Regions from separate parts of the Mus musculus genome. Here region 2 is linked to region 1. A link is a contact called in public HiChIP or PLAC-seq data. All regions are on one chromosome and are shown on one strand. Each heading gives the region's core, a stretch centred on a gene start, on an enhancer-like site or on the middle of the called end of the contact. The rest is flanking DNA. Distances are from core to core; before and after follow the strand shown. Region 1 overlaps Cfap20dc (CFAP20 domain containing). Region 2 has its middle 130 kb from the start of Gm41097.

Evidence for each region. HiChIP or PLAC-seq counts read pairs in DNA pulled down with a chosen protein or histone mark.
Region 2: a contact with region 1 is called in an H3K27ac HiChIP or PLAC-seq map of embryonic stem cells, with 8 read pairs. The contact joins two enhancer-like sites. A contact is called at or near these places in 2 of 484 Hi-C or Micro-C datasets (both in embryonic stem cells) and 5 of 115 datasets of contacts at active chromatin or transcription factors (the NIH/3T3 cell line and embryonic stem cells).

What each region holds. Positions count from the first base shown.
Region 1 is chr14:8,619,193-8,622,864 of GRCm38.p6, forward strand. All of the region lies in intron 4 of Cfap20dc (CFAP20 domain containing), which reads right to left. Among named protein-coding and RNA genes, the nearest start is that of Cfap20dc, 45 kb to the right of the region's middle. Within about 2 kb of position 2,004, at least 21 of the 459 cell types and tissues checked have an H3K27ac peak or open chromatin away from gene starts, as enhancers often do. A contact at or near this core is called in embryonic stem cells, where this site is marked.
Region 2 is chr14:9,317,448-9,321,119 of GRCm38.p6, forward strand. No RefSeq gene overlaps it. Among named protein-coding and RNA genes, the nearest start is that of Gm41097, 130 kb to the right of the region's middle. Within about 2 kb of position 1,879, at least 34 of the 459 cell types and tissues checked have an H3K27ac peak or open chromatin away from gene starts, as enhancers often do. A contact at or near this core is called in embryonic stem cells, where this site is marked.

The DNA of each region.
Region 1 (3,672 bases), core at 754-3,253:
TCTGTTAAATGTGTTTTATCTGGAGTCAGAGTTCTACGTCTGCTAAAGGGATGGACCTGACTGACCTCTTCCTCAAAAGACCTAAAGCAGCAATGAACCAGATCACACTGAAGCTAGGCACAGCTCAGGCTCAGCCCAACCATGAGCAGACGTGGCCTGAAAGAGAAAGGAGTATTCTTTTTCTGGAGGTGAGCTCCTTTTGTCTTAGGTTTTACTTTTCTTTATATGATCAGTCCTCTGACTCTACAGGTTTTATACCAGAGGATTCGACCAACTGTGGATTCAAATATTTGCAGGGAATACCATCTTTATTGTACATACACAACAGGACAGCATGACTATTTACATAGCTCTTATACTATATTAACTATTACAAGTGATGTAGAGATGATTCACAATATACGGAAAGGTGCATGCAAGTTGTATGCAAACACATTTTGGTATCTGAAGAGTCCTAGAACCAATCCCTGTGGGAACTCTGGGGCACCTTTGCACACGCATGCTACATGAATCATTTGAAACACATATGGATGTAAGGAAACCACAATGGTGGGTTGATGAAAGTGTGTGCAGCAGTGACCTGGGTGGGCAACTGTTGAGTAACTGATGAACAAGGGTACATGTTATTCTCAGGGTAGCATTCAATAATCACGTACTCTTAGTACTCAGTGAACGAGTAATGACAACTTAAAATTACTTTCCCTTTTTTCTAAAAATGTATTTCTACAAGCATTTCTAAAAACAAAAAAAAAGACAATAATCTGAAACAAGTATTTCTAGAAAAAAAGAAAAGATAAGGAAAAACAAACAAGCTTGTTTTCTTGTTAGAAAATAAAATATCCTTCAAATTCTGAATAGTTATTTTTTTCCAAATGCTGACTTAGATACCAGAGTAGAAAATTAAAACACAGTTCATCTCTATGTGGATGTCACAGTCTACTAGAAAAGGCAGACCTGTAAATGACTATGAATCAACTGAATAAATGCTGTTACAGAACATACAGAGAATGCTATAGAAACCAGAGTAGATGCTTTAGATCTGCATTCAAATGGAAGAGCCAGGTTCAGGGTGAAGAAGAGCCTAAGTCAGTTTTAAAGAGGCAGTGGCATTTCACAGATGGAGAGAACGGCTACAGAAGAGAAGAAGGAGCCGGAGAGAGCCCTGAGGCTATAAAGTTTGCGGACCCAACAGTCCAACAGTCTTTTTTTTTTTTTTCCTTCTTGGTTTTTTTTGAGACAGGGTTTCTCTGTATAGCCCTGGCTGTCCTGGAACTCACTCTGTAGACCAGGCTGGCCTCGAACTCAGAAATCCGCCTGCTTCTGCCTCCGGAGTGCTGAGATTAAAGGCATGTGCCACCATGTCCAGCTCATAGTCCAACAGTCTTATAGACAGTCTGGGCTCTACAGGAGACAGATAGGGGAAAGGAGTGGGCAGGAGATTTGGCTGGACACAACGATCTGAGCTAGACTGAAGAACCCTGAGAGCACCGCATCACAGATCCTTGGAACCGTTCAGGCCAGGAAGTGATGAAGCAGCTCTGCTTGCTTGGCAATACCTCTGGAGCAACCACGTTGCCACACTGTTTAGAAACTGGTCTCCTTCCCTGGGCTAGGAGCACTGAACAGTGAGGAAGGCTGGGATGGGCCAAGAAAGAAAAGAAGTAAGATTTGAGAGATGAGACCACAGAGATGAAGAAACTTTCCTGACTTCCCCACGGATGTGATTTTCATCATCATAAATACTTATTAGTAATTCATAGTACTCATTTGTAAGTGACAAGGCTTAGCTCATTTCCACATAAGGACAGGTAAACTCTGATTTTAAAATTCCACTGTAGGCTGTGTTTTAAAAGAAAACACATGGACAATATCAAAAAGACTGTGATAATTAACGGTGGAAGAGAAGTAGTCCATCCTTGGGAAAGTGTCAGCCTCCAAGAACATCAGGAATCATAGTTGGGATGAGAATGAGGCTGACTCTCTCAAATCTGGGCAGATGCAGTTCAAGGCAGTCTGCAGCCTCCAGGACAGCAGGAGACTCCTAGTGTTTGGTCCCGTGTTCCAGAGCTCCGCCCTGGGTCTCTGGAGGAAAGAACAAAGCTGCAAAGCCAATCAAACAAACTAATCAGATTAAAGGGGCAAGTGGCTGAGTTGGCCAGGACAGCCATAGACCCAGCTGAACTAGCTCACCTTCCGTGACTTTGGTGTAGCTAGCTAGAGATAGCCACACAATCTGCTTCTGGCAACGCAACGAGCCCTGCCCAGAAAGCTTCAGTTACATTTCAATGGCCGGAAGCAGCTGGGGTCATGGCTATCCAGACCAACACTTTTCAAGAAAAGAGGGAATGAGTATTGGCAGTGAACAGTGTCTGCCACAGCAGCCTGACCTTCTAACCCATGAAGCTGAAATTCTACTGCCAAACTGCTGAAACCCCTGCAAGCTCAGGAAGTGAGAAAAAGCATTTCTTCCTCAGGAGTCAGTTTGTTTTTGCTACTAAAGAAGGTGCAGACACACATCTTTGACTTGAAATTGTATTATCTCAGCATAATATAATTTGAATAATAAGTTTAAGACACGGAGATTTGGGACGTTTACATAAATTGATTGCATACAAAAGCCTTTTAGGAGTCCAAGCAGACAGTTGGTGTTTTATCTATTGTGCATATCACTGGCAATGAAAGTGTGCAAGCTCGCTACAGCTCCAACAGAAGCACACGCACCTGCACAAGCCAGGACTCTGCATGCTCACCACAACGGTGCGGACAAACCAGCTGCTGCTATTTCCCTTCCTGCCCAAATATTTTCCAAATACTGCCCTGTTTTTGTTACTGTAACGAGGTAACAAAATTCACAGAAGTATTTAACAATTGGCTACTATATATATGACAGATTGCTAAATTTACTAACAGTCCTACTGTTCAACTATAAAATCCAAAAAAAAAAAAATGCTACATAAACTCCATGCTTGGTGGCCTTAATTCTAATTTAACTCAAGGTAATAAGAATTAATTTGATCCAAATATTTGCCAACAGGACGAGTTCTGTGATGTATGGAAGGGTGGTGCTGAATTCACTGTTTTCTATTTCTTGCTGCTAAACAACATATCAGCTTGCTCATCTCCTGAAATTGCATAAAACAGATAGGAGAGCTAATTTAAACAGTTGTTTGTGCATTCAATATTTATAACCCGAATCTTGCATGACTGACTGGAAGCAGTGAGTTAGAAGGTTTAGCTCAGCGGCTGCCTGGAGTGATGGATGGCCTCGAAGAATTTCTTGTTCACTGACCAGATCAATCACATAACAGAATGAAAAAAAAAATCAGCCCAATCCAGATTCCCAACATTTCCATCTGTATGCAAAGCTCGTGCTGGAAAGAATGTATCATAAAACAGAATGCGAAGCTACCTAAGAATAATAAAAGCCCACCCAAATGACGTGAAATGTAAATACAAGAAATAAGGTAACAGTGATATTATACTTTTAACTGAATATTAATAAAAATCTTATGACATTTATATTTCAAAAAGTTATGTCAATTTAAGTGGTATTTTGACTGAGCTCAGACACATGAAAGAGAGTAACAGTTTGCAAATTAGTGAAAGGTTTAAATATTTTTGGCAGTGTTTGCGATTGGCTTGTACTTAATCAGACTAAAAGGTAGTGCTGTG
Region 2 (3,672 bases), core at 629-3,128, 700 kb after region 1:
CTGATCAACCTTGGAAAAATCCTGGTGGGACAGGGCCTCTCTCCTTTCACCTGGATCTGTCAGCAAGGAGCTGGCAGTCATAATAGGGTACTGCTAAGAATTGTTACATACTAAGAGAAATTTTATTGATTTTTTTTGAAAGCAATCTATTCCTATACATTCTTGTTGGCTAGAACTCACTACGTAGACCAGGGAAGCATAAAACTCACTGAGCTCTGTCTGGTTCTGTTTCCTTCGATCTGAGATTAAAGGTGTGTGCCACCACAGCCAGTACAAAGAGCAACTCTTAAAAGGGATTTCTGGTTCTGGGAAATCAAGAAAACCCAGATAACTTTTGAATGTTGATTCCATCTTACTTAGGTATGTGTTTATGTGTCTCTGTGTATCTTTAAGTCAAAGAAACCTATAGCTTAAATGTGAGCTTTAAGTCCCCTAAGATAATATCTCTACATGTCTCTAATAAGGCATAAGAACTACCTTACATATTCAAAGTCCAGTATGAGTTTTCAGGGATTAGGCTCTTAAATGTAGATACATTTCTTTCCTTAGTCGTCTCTGCCCATCAGAAATCTCCTAACCCTTTTGGTGTCTTACAAGTAACACTTGAGTTATCAACTGCTGTGTCTGGAAGGGAATGAGTGGAGAAAGCATCCAATCCACTTACTTTGCAAATGAGGAAAATCACATCAGCTGATTTTCCCAGGGTCACCTACCTTTAAGTGACAAGCTTGGGACTAAAGACCAGTTGTGATTCCCAGGAAATTCTGAATTTGCTTCTAAGCTTACAACATAGTAATTGCTTCCATCATTTGAATTGACACCTGCCTAAACAGTGTGAGGTTCAACTTCATCTCAATATGGGGTTGTAATTGTCGAGAGCATAGTCTGTTACTCAAACCCATATTTGGTGAAAAATCACTTGTAATTCAAGTTAGCACTTGATTTATTTTTTAGGGCTTGTCAAGTTTCAGAAATAATGAGCTCCATACACTGGGCTTCTTTCAGGGTTGGGTATTGTAGTCAGGAATCGTTCTTGATAATATCTTCTGAGCTGAAGGCCTATGTCTAGCATGTTTTATTATAAGGTTCACTCATATCAGCTCTACAGAAGCACATACCAACAGAAAGAGGGATAAGAGGAGTTTGCAGTGCCGTTTTGTGTGTTTAACTGAGTGTGGGGTAGTGCACTGAGATTTGAGAATGTGTTGATGTAAAAGCCTCATTTGTATGGAAACCCTCTGGCCGAGGTTCTTTTCTTGTTCCTTTTTCATTATGCCCCTCTGTGCTGCAAACCCATGCCACAATAAAGGGATGTACTTTCACTGAAAAATATCAAAAAGCAGTGTGTTAATGTCAAGCATTAACTGAGAAGCTGCTGAAGATAGAGTAGAAACTCAGGCTTGTTCAAACTCTTCTGTCTATGGCAAGAGCCACACCCACTAGGCTGCAAATGTATCCCTGCTCTTTTCTAAACATTTGTCTTTCTGTTCTGTGATCTAGTTCTTGATCCTTTGGAGCACCAAACTGAAGGTCATGTCCTTGTTCCTAAACAAGTGCATGACCTAGGAACATTTGCTTGATTGTGTTTACCATTTCAGGGAGTTTAATTGCCTCCAGAGTCCACTGGGAGGCCCCAAGGTAGCAAATCTTGTTACTATGCTGATTTCCTTTTTCCTTAGAACTTGCAGGTTACAAGGAGAACATTTTGATTTCTTACTTGAAATCTTAAAGCATGAACACTGATGACTACCTAATGGTAGTCCAATATGCGTGATTTGAATATGAAATCCCTCTTACATTTTCATGATGGACTCTTTCTTGTATGGTAGGTGTGGCTCCCACTATCCCTTTGTTGGGAGAACTTCCAGTCTGATCTTGGAGGATTCCTAACAAAAGCTTTGTTTGCGTGAGTCCCTTCACATTTTCATCAGTTCAACCTCTAAGGACCTGAAGTTAATAGCAAAAACAATCAAAGTTTTTGCAAGGATGGTAACAAATGTTTGGTCATTTGAAGAACAAATAGGTATTAGGTGTAAGAGGGGCAATACAGGAAAGGACATATAAGGAAAAGATTCAGAACTAAAGTGTAACAGAGATTCAACATTGTATAAAGAATATCAAATGAAATATGCATATTAGGGTCAGCAATGGATAAGGCAGTATATTTGTTCAGTTTTTATGTATTGTGTGACACAAATATCTAAACCTGGGTACTACTGACCAAATTCTTGTGAGGCGGCATGATCATGTAATTATTCTAAATGAAATGGTCACATTAGGAGCAACATATGCAAAGGGCATTTATTGAGTCATGTTTGCATTGAATGTGATAAATAATGTGCTATTTTGACCTCTCGACTACTCTCACCTTGGCATTATTTGGCTTTGCTCCCAGTTTCTAATGGGAGATCCACCCTTTTGTTTCAGTTTACCTCTCTTTGTGCTGTGTTTCTAAGCCTTGTTTCAATGAAAGTTAGGCTTTTATAACTCGGTGTGCACGCCCAAACATTCCGATATCTGTCTTCACTTGTATATGTACAGAAATAGATGTCTGTAAATAGGAAAGGAATTTGAAGCTTTTCTGCCAAGGCATTGGCCCTATTTCCCCAGGGAACTGAGGTTAGAAGGGAGTGATGGAAAGAACCGAGCCACATTTTTCTCTACATGCTTCTGTGTTGTTTTAACTCTATATCATAAACACATAGTGTAATTAAGGGGAAAAGCTAAACTTAACATACCACCAAATAACAAGGAACACTTTCTCTTTTCCTTTTGCAGGTATGAAGATCAACTAAAGCAATCGATGCCTCAAGAGAAATTTCAGAACTTGTGCTTCCTTAAAAAAAAAAAAAAAAAAAATCACACAGTGAAGCACTGTACCCTGGCCTTGCTCTGGTTTCAGTAGCTCTGGATTGTTTCAGTATGAAGATCTATAATACTTAATAGAAATGCCAGTGATAGTGCAGGGCTCCTATGCCATCCCACAGCATCCAGCCGACACTGCCATGTCCCTCATGCTCTACAAGTGGGACATCTGTAGCCAATGCTCTCTTCTTTTCCATTTCTCTTCTTTTCCATTTTGTCACCAGGCTACAAGGAAAACAGGAAAAGTTTTAAACAAGAAGTCTTTTTTTTTTAAGCTCATTGAGCCCCAGCCTTTCTTTTCTGTGACAGTGTAGCCCAAATTAAATGTAAGTCCTTAATGTGATGGACACTTCCTAGCAGCACAGGGTGTGACAGCAAGCAGGCAGAATGATATACCATAATACCACATAACCACATAATCAGATGGGAATTTAAAAGACTCACTCAACAGTTCGTCGACTATGATCCACTTCTGGGTAAGATGCGGCACTGACTGAAACAATGATGGGTGCACAGACATACTGTCAGATGCTGCACGGGAGAGACAGGAATATGGGCAGTCTGTGCTGGGCCGATTTACAGTGCTACTGTAAAGAAAGCGGGGTAATAAAGAGAGACGACTTGCATGTACTAGTTTATGCTGTCTGGTAGTAATAGAGATCACTCAGTCATGGGATGATGAGCCCTGTTTCTGCAGTTCAGATCTTGTCTCTTTGTGTAGGAGCTGTGTGATTCTGTCCAACTCAAGAAACCTCTCTTCTTATCTATAAGATGAAGTTAGCAACAATGGCAACCTTGTGGATTGTT